Linked DNA regions of Mus musculus: regions 2, 3 and 4 are each linked to region 1. A link is a contact called in public Hi-C, HiCAR-type and promoter capture Hi-C data. All regions are on one chromosome and are shown on one strand. The core of a region is the stretch at or near the end of the contact, and the rest is flanking DNA. Distances in the headings are between cores, read along the strand shown. Region 1 holds the start of 2410002F23Rik (RIKEN cDNA 2410002F23 gene). Region 2 holds the start of Ldha (lactate dehydrogenase A). Region 3 holds the start of Spty2d1 (SPT2 chromatin protein domain containing 1). Region 4 holds the start of Saal1 (serum amyloid A-like 1).

Evidence for each region. Hi-C and Micro-C count contacts between places; a contact is called where the count stands out from the background. HiCAR-type assays count read pairs that join an accessible place to other places. Capture Hi-C pulls out chosen DNA fragments and counts their contacts.
Region 2: a contact with region 1 is called in a HiCAR-type map of astrocytes, with 2.9 times the contacts expected there. The contact joins the promoter of Ldha here to the promoter of 2410002F23Rik in region 1. A contact is called at or near these places in 1 of 484 Hi-C or Micro-C datasets (muscle stem cells), 1 of 115 datasets of contacts at active chromatin or transcription factors (astrocytes) and 1 of 9 other capture datasets (adipose tissue).
Region 3: a promoter capture Hi-C map of liver shows a contact between it and region 1, with 3 times the contacts expected there. The contact joins the promoter of Spty2d1 here to the promoter of 2410002F23Rik in region 1. A contact is called at or near these places in 1 of 115 datasets of contacts at active chromatin or transcription factors (astrocytes) and 1 of 9 other capture datasets (liver).
Region 4: a contact with region 1 is called in a Hi-C map of CD4 T cells, with 4 times the contacts expected there. The contact joins the promoter of Saal1 here to the promoter of 2410002F23Rik in region 1.

What each region holds. Positions count from the first base shown.
Region 1 is chr7:44,245,452-44,248,151 of GRCm38.p6, forward strand. 2410002F23Rik (RIKEN cDNA 2410002F23 gene) reads left to right here and starts at 1,271. Exons shown (of 6, transcript NM_025880.4): 1 at 1,271-1,372. LOC115486841 (a small nucleolar RNA gene) reads left to right here and starts at 2,639; the gene lies at 2,639-2,700.
Region 2 is chr7:46,844,438-46,847,137 of GRCm38.p6, forward strand. Ldha (lactate dehydrogenase A) reads left to right here and starts at 1,367. Exons shown (of 8, transcript NM_010699.2): 1 at 1,367-1,480.
Region 3 is chr7:47,006,977-47,009,676 of GRCm38.p6, forward strand. It overlaps Spty2d1 (SPT2 chromatin protein domain containing 1), which reads right to left and starts at 1,438. Exons shown (of 6, transcript NM_175318.4): 1 at 1,099-1,438. The coding sequence starts at 1,158. It overlaps Gm32031 (predicted gene, 32031), which reads left to right and starts at 1,578. Exons shown (of 2, transcript NR_166573.1): 1 at 1,578-1,617; 2 at 1,748-2,032.
Region 4 is chr7:46,709,392-46,712,091 of GRCm38.p6, forward strand. Saal1 (serum amyloid A-like 1) reads right to left here and starts at 1,260. Exons shown (of 12, transcript NM_030233.1): 1 at 1,107-1,260. The coding sequence starts at 1,241. Saa3 (serum amyloid A 3) reads right to left here. Exons shown (of 4, transcript NM_011315.3): 4 at 2,607-2,700.

The sequences.
Region 1 (2,700 bases), core at 21-2,520:
TCAACTAACCCAACTAAGATAACCTGTGCATGGTCAGCGGCTAAGCTAACCTAGATAACTCTCCACAAGGTATGCTCCAAGGCTTCTTTCCTAGGTAATACCAGATTTGGAGAAGTTGACCATATTAACCATCAATGTGGTAACGGGAGCCAAGCACAGAAGCAGACAGGGAGCTTTCTGAGCTCAAGGCCAGCCTGTTCTAGAGAGAGAGGCCTTGTCTCATCAAACTATTGACTTTCCTCTGGTGTGAGCCAGCAGCAATAATGGAAACTCGTTTACCTAAGAGAAGAATCTTTCCCTTTACTTCAGACCACTAGGTTCCCAGGCCAGTCTCCCCAGCGGAATGAGAAAGAGCCCTAATGAGCAGAGGGCCAGCTAAACAAAGAATACTCAGGTCACATTAAGGAATCTAGAGCTTGAAGAGTGTAACATAGACTATTTGGAGGGCAAAATGAAGAAAGAGAGAACTGGTATGAGGTGCAGACTTTTAAAAAAAAAATGTTCTATGACTTCTGTGGTTGAGGACCCACTTCGAGCTCATCCAAGTATTCAGAACCCTGACCCTTATCCCCCAAGACCTAGGGGTTCCAGCCCTCCGCCTCCTTCCTCAGACCCAGCAGTCCTTATCTCAGCCTCCAGATTCAAACCCAGTAGTGCAGCCCTCCAGCCTCACGCCCTCATACACAAGGGTCCAGACACCACCCACCCTCCCTCACACCCAGGGGTCCAGACCCCAACCTGCCCTCTTTCTGGCACAGGGAATTCCCCTCCTTTCCGCCCTAGCGTCCCCGCTCCGGGCCCGCACATCACAGAACCCAGCCCTCTAACTACACCACACCCATGGTTCCCTAAAAGTCTGCCAGTGTGTGCTGGTCCTGCCTCCCGCGCCGCAGCTGCGACTACTGCCGGGTGGGCCCTTTTAGCGGACCCCAGCTTCTGCAGCAAAAACGAGCTAGCCTGCCGCGCTGGCAAGTCGGGGGATTTCCGGTTCTGGCCAAACCCCCACCCCATGGGGGGCTTTCTCGTCCCGCCCTCTCCTTGGGAGCTGTCTAAGAGCTGCCTGACGGAAGTAACGGAAGAACCTTTCAGATATGTTCTTCATTCTCTTCATCCTCTTTGGGAACAACGTACCTTATCACCTGATCAGGAATGTCCTAAGGGCAACAGACGTTTATTCTTTCTGCCACCGTGAAAGCAGGATCCCCGGCTCAGGCGTAAGTGTGGGCTACCTCAGGGCGGGGCCCAAGAGCCGCTGGAGGCGGGGCCTTGCGAGCGCGATGGGTGGGGCTGACGGGCAGCGCGCGCTATAAATGGGGACACGCGGCGGTGGCGCGCGCCTGTGGCGATCGCGTGTGAGGTGAGGTCTGTCCCGGTGAGTTTTTCCACGGTGTTGGCCTCGGTACCTTCCAGTCGGTGGTGCTGCTTTGCACCCTGGGAAGCACGTGTCCCGAGGTGTCCGTGGCCTGGTCACGGGTGTACCTGTCGCGCGGACGGGCTCAAGGGCGCTGCTTGGGGCCGCGGGCGTGCTCGGGCTGGAACCAGGGTTTCTCTCGAAGGGGCGGATGCGGGTACTTTCGGGACAATGCCTTTCGCCAGGTTTGTGGAGCTTGGGATGCCGGGCCAGGCCTTCCTTTGTCTTGCCTTAGCCGGGCTACGCCATTTCTGCTGCTCACGTCGCGGGTCTTGTCCGCCATCTTCCCGGTTTTTTTTTTTTTTTTAGGCGACAGGGAGGGGGGTGTGTGACATAGAATCTTTCCTCCCAGTGACAGCCCCGTGCTACCTGCAGGTTCTCTCCGTAGGAAATCTCTACCACTGCCCCTCCCCCGTGTGGGATTTTGGCAATTTTGTGCAACCTAGAACACATGAGGGCTGGAGGAGGATGGGGTGTAGGGGCAGATACACGATACGGAGTTACCAAGGCGGAAGTGAGTGCACGTGGAGGACTGGATTGCTTCGGAGCAGCAGGTAGGAGTAGACGAGGAGGAAGGGAGCCAGGCCTTTGTTCACCTGCAAGAATACTAATACAATGGCTACAGGATGGTCTTGTAGGGCCTGATGGTACAAGCATTTTCGGTTCAGCTACTCAAGTAAATTACATATTTCTCCCAAAATATTTTAACCACACCTTTGCCTGTAAACCAATCTTTTTCTGCCTACTTACTGGTCAGTGCCATTATCACACTTGATTAAACTCTTTCCTCTTGGGAATCCTACTGTTCTCTTTGTGTTCCTTGCTAAATCATCTCCCAGACAGCTTTCACAGGGTGGTTCAAATCTCGCTGAGTAAGTCACTGGGCCTTCCATTTATTTATTTATTTATTTATATAAATATATATATGTATATAAGCCTATATTATATATATAAAATCTCAGCAGGGTTTTGCTTGTTTGCATTTTGCTCTGTAGAACCCCCATAGTTCTCCCACCAGGCTCCTCAGAAGGATGTGTGTCTTTGCAGGTTGTGTTTTTCAAGGTTACGAACCAAGACAGAACATCATGTCCATAGGGAATCTCTATGGACCTACTGGACTGGGGAACTTGGAGCCTCTAGTGGATTTTGTGTTTGTCAATCTTTTCTATTGTGTTAGCTTGGCCACCATCCCTGAAGGCAAGTAGCCTTGACATTGCAGAAGGCCTGAGGCTCCTGTGATGTTTAGCACTGGGCTCCAAACACCCTTGAGGACACAGTGCCCCTCCAGG
Region 2 (2,700 bases), core at 117-2,616, 2.6 Mb after region 1:
CCCCAATCTAAGACCATAAGCACAAGTAGTTACTACATCTCCACCTGTGCTTCCCCCTCACCACTCTACACTGAGGTATCCACAAGGCTCTCCTCTTCCTCTTGCTTGCTACTTGCTCTGGTGTCTCTTAGAACTCACCTTCACTTTTTTCTTTTAAAAAGTTAAATTTCATTTCTCTTGTTCTGACTTTTTTAAAAAAATAATTTTAACTATATATAGGGGGAGAGAGACTCTATGAAGGTCAAGAGGGTATTGGAACCTCTGGATCTGGAGTTACAAGCTTTTGTGATATTAATGGCAGAGCCATCTCTCCAGGTCCAACTGTTTGACTTTTTAATTTTTTTAAATTTGCGCTCTGCTGAGGGACTCAGGCCTTGGTGTATGCAAGACAAGTGTCCCTGTCCTGGCCACACTCCTAGCCTGTTGTTTGTTATAAAAGAGATCACAAGGGATACAGACAAGCGAAAATAAGGGGGGGCTGTGAGCTTCATTCCCTCTCACATGATCCCTGCATATCCAGCACCCTGCAACCAGCTTGTTCAAATCTTGCTCAAGACTGTAATAGACCTTAATCTGCAGTGAACACATCCCTTCCGGGGAGATGGGTGAGCAGGGTTGAAAGTCACAGTTCTTCCCATCACTAAGGAAATCAAAGCAGTTGCAAACTCCATTTCACATCCTATCAGTGGTGGAGTACCTTAAGATTCACATACGGTTGATCGGGAGCTGGGAGAGGAACAGGAACTGGCCTCACAGCTTAATGAGACCTCTAGAAAGACGTTTAAAGGCAGAGGGGGTGTGTGAAAACAAGCAAGGGCCCTGATACTCCTTGGTAAGGCTAAACACAAATGCCTGCGGGATGGCATGGGAGAGGGCAGATATGGATGTAAGCTGGCAAGCCATCAGAAGCTGAGCCGCACCCCCCTCCCCCCATGGTTTGGGAGATGGAAGTGGGGCAGGAGAAAGGCCCATCTGATAGGCTGCTATGGCGGATAGACCGGCACGGTGCTGGCATGTGCTTTCACACAATATTTACTGAAGGCCTGTTGCTTGCCAGGAGTTGTTCCCGGCGCCGGGAACAGCAATGAAGAAAGTGACCAGGGTTTTTTCTGAGTCTCACAAGTTTTCCGGTGAAGGAGGCGGAGGATCGATGCATTTCGGGCTCCTGCTTCTGAGGCTGAGGAGCATGTCGGGTTGGCCTTTCTTTGGGGTGTCGCAGCACACGTGGAGCCACTCTTGCAGGGACATCGTGCTGCGCGCGCCGCCCCGGTCTCGGTGGCGCCTAGCCCGGCTGGACGCCCGCCCCCGGCCCAGCCTACACGTGGGTTCCCGCACGTCCGCTGGGCTCCCACTCTGACGTCAGCGCGGAGCTTCCATTTAAGGCCCCGCCCGCGTGCTGCTCTGCGTGCTGGAGCCACTGTCGCCGAGCTCGGGCCACGCTGCTTCTCCTCGCCAGTCGCCCCCCCATCGTGCACTAGCGGTACGGTTGGGCCCCACGCTGCCGGCACAGGGGGTCCCTATCCGGGGTGGAGGTGCAGGGTGTTCAGATTTGGGCACGCGTGGGCTACTGTGCTTTGGGGAACTGAGCAGGCGGCCCCACCCAGCCTGGGGCGGCGAGACCCGTGTAAAGAGGACTAAGGGGTGGCTGGCCTGAAGGTTGGGAGCCACCGAACGGGGGCGAGGGAGCGGTGCGAAACTTGAGCTCCCGTAACTCGAGCCCATGGGGGCCGAAAAAGCCTTGGCACGTCCGGGGCGGGTGCTTCGGAGCAGCCGTGCGGTTTGCATTTTCCTTTGCGTGGGCTCGGTGGAGTGGTTGTTTCCTGCAGATTATAGGGCGCTCTTGCCCTAAACGCATTTTGTTAAGAGGCTCGCTCCTGGTGTGACTGGGGATCGTGCTAAGCGCGCTGCGTGCGGAGAGGAAGCGGGAAGAGTCGCAGTCCTTCCTCTGCACCCTAGACGGAAGGAGGAAACCTGTAGCTGAGAGGCCTGCGACACCCATCGGGTCGTAGGTGGGAAGTAGAGGCACCCTGTCCTAATAGAGCACAGACTTGAGGTTTGCGTGAAGTAGATTCTCTGAGGGAAGAGCCCCACGCCCTGCCCCCAGTCAGCAGAGACCTCACAAGGCTGTCTAGAAATAGCAGCGGTTGTAAGGAGACCGGATTCCTGCTTGATGGCCCTAGGCTGCTTGCCCAGAGATCTTGTCCAGTCCTTTTGCACTTTGGAACGATTTCAAAAATAGACATGGTGCTTGCTGGGAAAGGTGGCCATCGCGGGGGTGGGAGTGGGCTCCAGGCCTCAGGCCCTCCGCAATTGTATCCCCATTTTGGAACTGAAGAAATTTCCCTTAGCGGCCACATCCTGGGTAATGAGGCCCCGCCCTGGTGGGTGAAGGCCCTAATCCTGTTAGTGGCATTTGAGATCTCACTCTGGCACCAGGCTAAGGTGGCTGCCAGCTCCACTTCACCGCGCTTGTGCTTTGGGCTCTAGTAAGGGCCAAACTTTGACGCCGAACTGCCTGCCAGAGGTCTCATCCATGGCCAGCAGTCGCTAGACCTATATATATGACACCTGATTCTGAAATTGCGCACGCGCACTGCCTTCCCCCGCCTGCCAGTCTTCTGGATCTGGGCTGGTCATACAACTTGGGTTCTTGCGGGGGTGGGGGGGTTAGGAAGGAAGCTTGCGCGTGCGCAGGCTTAA
Region 3 (2,700 bases), core at 188-2,687, 2.8 Mb after region 1:
ATGCATACAAATATAACTACGTTTACTCATTAATTTAGGTAGATATACTCAAGGGTTAAAAAATAGGCTGGATTTGACAGGAAGTGACAAGATAGGAAAAAATACTGCAACATACAAAATTAGGAAATGCAGAATCCAAGTGAGATCGCAAATTCCAACTGATTGACTCTAGAAGGTTCTTTTAAGTTGGACACTTCACAGATTAAATCTCGGGTATCACATTGCGATATATCGGTTTACAGCTGTTCTGTGGGTACCTTCTGGTGATCCAGAAATGAGTAGTTTATGCAAAACAGCTATAACCCCAGAAAGCAGATGTGGGACCACTTCAGTATTTACCTCTGAAAATACTATCAAACTCACACATTTACTGAGCAAACGGAACCTAAAAATCTGGAAGCCCACTAGGAAATGAAAGCTGAAAAAGGCTTTGCCCAATCCGTTCGCACAGGGAACCGATAGATCCAAGGGACATACGGCAAATAAAAGGTCTACCAGCACACCCGCAGCCCACATGATCACCTCACAGTTGGCTATGGATTTCCTGCAAAGCCCTGAACTCTTTCCAACAGAAGATACCTCCTTGGCAGGTGATACCATCTTTGGTTCAGTGGGTGGGGCCACGAACCGGAGAACGCTTTCAAGAAATCACAAAACGTTCACCTGGAAATCCGTATTCGACCCGCTAAAAGACCCAAAGGCTATCAGGACAAGTCCTTAAAGTTCTTAAAAGTCCCCGAGTTTCCTGACTATACTGGTCCTCAATTTAGGGGCTGAAGTTTATTCGACGCCAGGCGCTACTAATGCTACACAGTATTCAGTCAGGCGCGGCTTATCCCCCCCGACTTTGCGCAACTCTTAAAAACACCGAAAGCCGCAAAGCCTACTTTTCAGGGCACAGGAGCTGGCGAAAGCGACCCCAAGAAAGCGCTCCCTTTTCCATCCCCAGCTCCCGTGTACCCACACCTCCGCTAAAACTCCAGAAGAGGGCGTGCGTAGTTCAGGCTTTCCCGAGGCCGACAGACGCTCCCCGAGAAGTTCCACCCACCACACACGAACTTGACGCCCGGGTTTCCTACAGCAACCCCGGGGACTCACCGGTACGTGGTTGACACCTTGTCCTTTGGAAGCGATCAAGAGGATTTCCCTGAAGTCCATGTCTGGCCGAAGAGAAAAGCCCGGCTGGGCCGGGGACTCGGGACGCGGTGGATGCGAGTCTTGCCTCTCGCTGAGCCTAAGCGCTACTGACTGGCTTGCCTTGGTGGCCCTTCTCTCGCCGCCCCTCGACACCGACACTTCCGGCGCCTTCTAATGCCGTGTACCGCCCCCGCGCTGCCGCCGAATACGAAGTATGTGTGTGTATGTATACACACATACACACACACACTCACACACACACGCTCAGCGCCTCCGCAGCGCTCGCAAGTATTTGCGCAACTTCCGCTTTCGGAGATAAGACACGGAAAACGGGTACGTGGCCGTTGGCGTTGGCTCAAATGGGTGGGACTGAGGCTTTTACTAGCCAATCAGACGCAAAATGGCAGTTTAGGGGTGTGGCTAAAGGGGGCGGGGAGAGCGGTCAGCCCGAGGATCTTCGCGGCGAGAGAGGGTTTCAGTGTGAGATCCGGGGAGGGTGGGGTGGGAGGGGGGGGGGTGGAGAAGAAGAGAGACCCGACCCCCTTCTAGAGCTGGGCTCTGTAGGTGTCACGCGTGGATGTACAGATTCCAAATGACGGTATTCCAACAGCTGGTGCGACAGGTCTGGAGCAAGGGATCTCGGTTTCGTTTCGCTGGAGCCCCGAAGCTACGCATGCGCACAAGAATCCTGTCCCTGGGACGCCAGTTATCTCCTGGAGGCACCTGATGTTCTTTTAAAAACCTAGGGAAAGAGCGAAGACCTTCGTCACATGCCAAGCAGAACTTGACTCTGACGCACTGCAGAATATAGTGCATTCATTGGGAGTCTAGCCTGACTTTCTTTTGCGTTATCTTGAATTTGGTCATTTCGACTCAATAAAGTAGACGTGAATAACTAGGTATACCTGAGTCTGGGGGTGGGAATGGGCTACGGACCGGTTTGGTGTGATGGAAATACCCCTAAACTGGACTGTGGGGGTGGCTGCATTATTTACTATTTTTTGTACAGCTGAAAGGGTGAGTGTATACAATAGACCTTATTCTGTGATGATGTGAGCGCCTGTATTGGAATGGCTCCACTTCAGGCTGAGTAAAAGACCAAGATGAAGCCTGCCTTCCCCCTAGAATTTTAAATTTCCTTTCCTTTCCTTTCCTTTCCTTTCCTTTCCTTTCCTTTCCTTTCCTTTCCTTTCCTTTCCTAGACAAGGTTTGTCTGTGTAGCTCTGGCTGTACTGAAATTACTCTGTTGACTAGGCTAGCCTCACACTCACAGAGTTCCACCCGCCTCTGCTTCCCAAGTGCAAGGATTAAAGGCATGCACCATCACTGGCTGGCAGTGTAGAAATTTTTCTCTTCCTCAGCCTCAGATATCTTAAGAACCCGCCCCTAACTCAACATAATATTCCTTTTATAGATACTTTTTTTGTACTTATAGATGCTTTTTAATACATACGTATATACATTTTTGTGTGTGAGTGTTTTTGCCTGTATATTAGTAAGGGCTCCATAGAATACCAGAACTTAGTTGTGCACTACTAAACAGGGCATGTCTCTTCCATGTTA
Region 4 (2,700 bases), core at 10-2,509, 2.5 Mb after region 1:
CCAAGATATCTGAGCCTACTTCCCGGCCCCAGCCCAAAGTTATACTCATGCCTTCTTTGTTCTAGCCTAAAATTAGATTCCTGCCAGAACCAACTTCCTTGTCATGGCCCAGTATCAAATTCCTGCCAAGGGGTTCCAAAAGCTTTCCACAGTCTTAGATAGATCTACACATTAAACACTCTTCAAGTAAATACGGTCTGTGGGCACTGCAGCAGACAAATGAAAACAACAATATAACCCTTTTGGTTCCAAACGGTTTAGGATTAATGTAGGAAAGGCATGTAACCAGGCAATCACAACAGAAAGAGGCTGACTGTGCTGAACTGGTGAAAGAACTATGGGAGAAAAAATTAGGGACCAATGACCTACTCCTGGGAGAAGACACACATTTCTCTTAAAAGAAGAAATCTAAATCTATGGGAAGGTTAGGACTGTCCTGGGGAAATGAGGCAAGCATTCGGAGGTGACTACAAGTGCTCAGAAAGTATAAGACATGCTTGGAGATGGCCAACTGTCTACTGGTGATGGAACACAATGTACCGTAAAATGGCTGAAGAAGACACAACCAACCTTGGATCCCCAGTTAGGAAATAGAAAGTGTTCTCCTATGAGCAACAAGAACAACCTTTAAAAATAATAAAAAGGAAGGGTTTTTTTTTTTTTTTGGCAATGTAGAAAATGGCTTAGAGAAAACAGAAATTGGCGGTATGGACAGCAATGGGCAGAAAAACATCTATTGGCAGCCTCATTATAATCTCAACCTATACAAAATCTTGTTTACGATAATACTGATTATCTTGTTTTAATAGAAACTATGAAAGAAATGGAGGATCTGGGTTAAGGAGTCCCGTTTCCAGCATGGGATAAGCTCGCGTCTCGGAGATCAGGGTTGTCTGACTCCAAACTATGTATTCCACTAGAACAAGAGCCGACAAAACACGAATGGTAGGGTCTCGACTTCGTACGTGACAGTGGGGTTAGGAAGTAGAAGCCCAGTAAAGTACGTGCGCGGTGTGGTTCTGGCAAGTTAGTCCATCGGCACCCGCGAGCCTCCAGCATCCCGTCCACTCCCTGGGCACGGAGGGCGCCTGCGCGAGTCTCCGCACCTGGATGAGCCCGCTGAGGACGCCGAAGAGCCAGTGCTTGCTGTAGACCGTGCTCCCGATGCGGTCTCCCCCACCCAGGTCCTCTTCATCCTCCGAACCACAGGTAGGCGGCGGAGGAGACGGGTTTCGATCCATGCCGATGCGCGCCAACAGTACCGGAAGCCGCGGAGGAGGCGAGAGGACGCGCCAGAGAGCCCAAGGCACACGGCTCAGCTCCCACACAGCGCCCCCTGCCGTCAGGCTCCCGCGAGGTCCGGGAACCTGTAGGATCCATGGGGTCTTCTTCTCCACCCAGAGCTAGGAGTGAGCACAGAACACACACACACACACACACACACACACACACACACACACACACAGTAACTGCCATGTCCAGATATGTTAGCTATTCATTAGTGCTGATTTAAACCTTACATCAACTTCAATTTTAGCACGCACTTGTGGAGTTTTAATCTTTCTTTGATTTGATTCTTTGTTTGAGTCAGGGTCAAGCTATGTAGTCCAGGCCTGCTACTCGCCATCTTATGCCTCCACTTCCAGCAGCTAGAACTATAGGCAGGTGCCACGGTGCCCAGAAACTCTTGTTTGGTTGGTTTTTGTTTTTAATTCTTTTATCTGAGATTCATCCTAGTACACTGAAGTGTGCATACATGCTCTGCAAACTTACTTTTCTCTTAAAATCTCAGGTGCAGGAAGTTGAGTTAGCTGTGTCTCGTGTTTATGGAATCTTCTGAGTTATCACCCACTCAAGCGTCCCTGCTCCTTCTCTCACAGACTCACTTTTTATAACCAGAAAGTAGCTTTATTCATTTTTATTTTCTCTCCCCCCCCCATACCCCTTTCTGTTGACCTTGAATGAAAACACAGCTCAGTTCATGCTTCTCTAGTTACTCATAGGTAATCAACAGTCTTGTGTGATTTTCAACTATAACCTTAAAGACTTAGTTTAGTTAACCATGATGACTGCAAACCACCCAGCTTGGTGTTAAAGCCTTTCTACCCCAGGGGAAATGATTGCAGAATATGTCTTTTTTTTTCTGCAATTATTTTTTACAAAATGGGAGTGGCTGGCCCTTTTGAAGGGCTGAGATTATCTGCAGAGAGGCATCTAGAGTTGATGCTTTCTCAGTGGGAAGTGATTTTGCCATCAGCCTTTGTAAGTCGTATTTTACAGTGAGTCAGAACTTACTGATTTTTCTCTCGGGGAGGGCACAGGGGACTGAAAGCTGGGGCCTCACCTGTGCTTGGCAGTCATGCTTAGCACTGGGCCATAGCCCAGAATGCATTGGTTTTTATCTAGTTTTCAACTTCATAACTGAAACCATACACAGCGCTTTCTTGCTATCTCGTGTCATATTCCAATTCCATCTCTTCTTGTCTCTTTCTTTAAAAGAAAAGAAAAAGAAAAGAAAAGCAAGTGATGTCCCCTGCTAACCCACAGGCCCTCAACCCTCAGTGTGACTGCCCTGTGCTCTCAAAACAACAGTGACAGCGACAAAGTGCATTTCACAAGTATTTATTCAGCACATTGGGATGTTTAGGGATCCAGATTTTAGAAAATATCTCAACCCAGTAGTTGCTCCTCTTCTCGGGG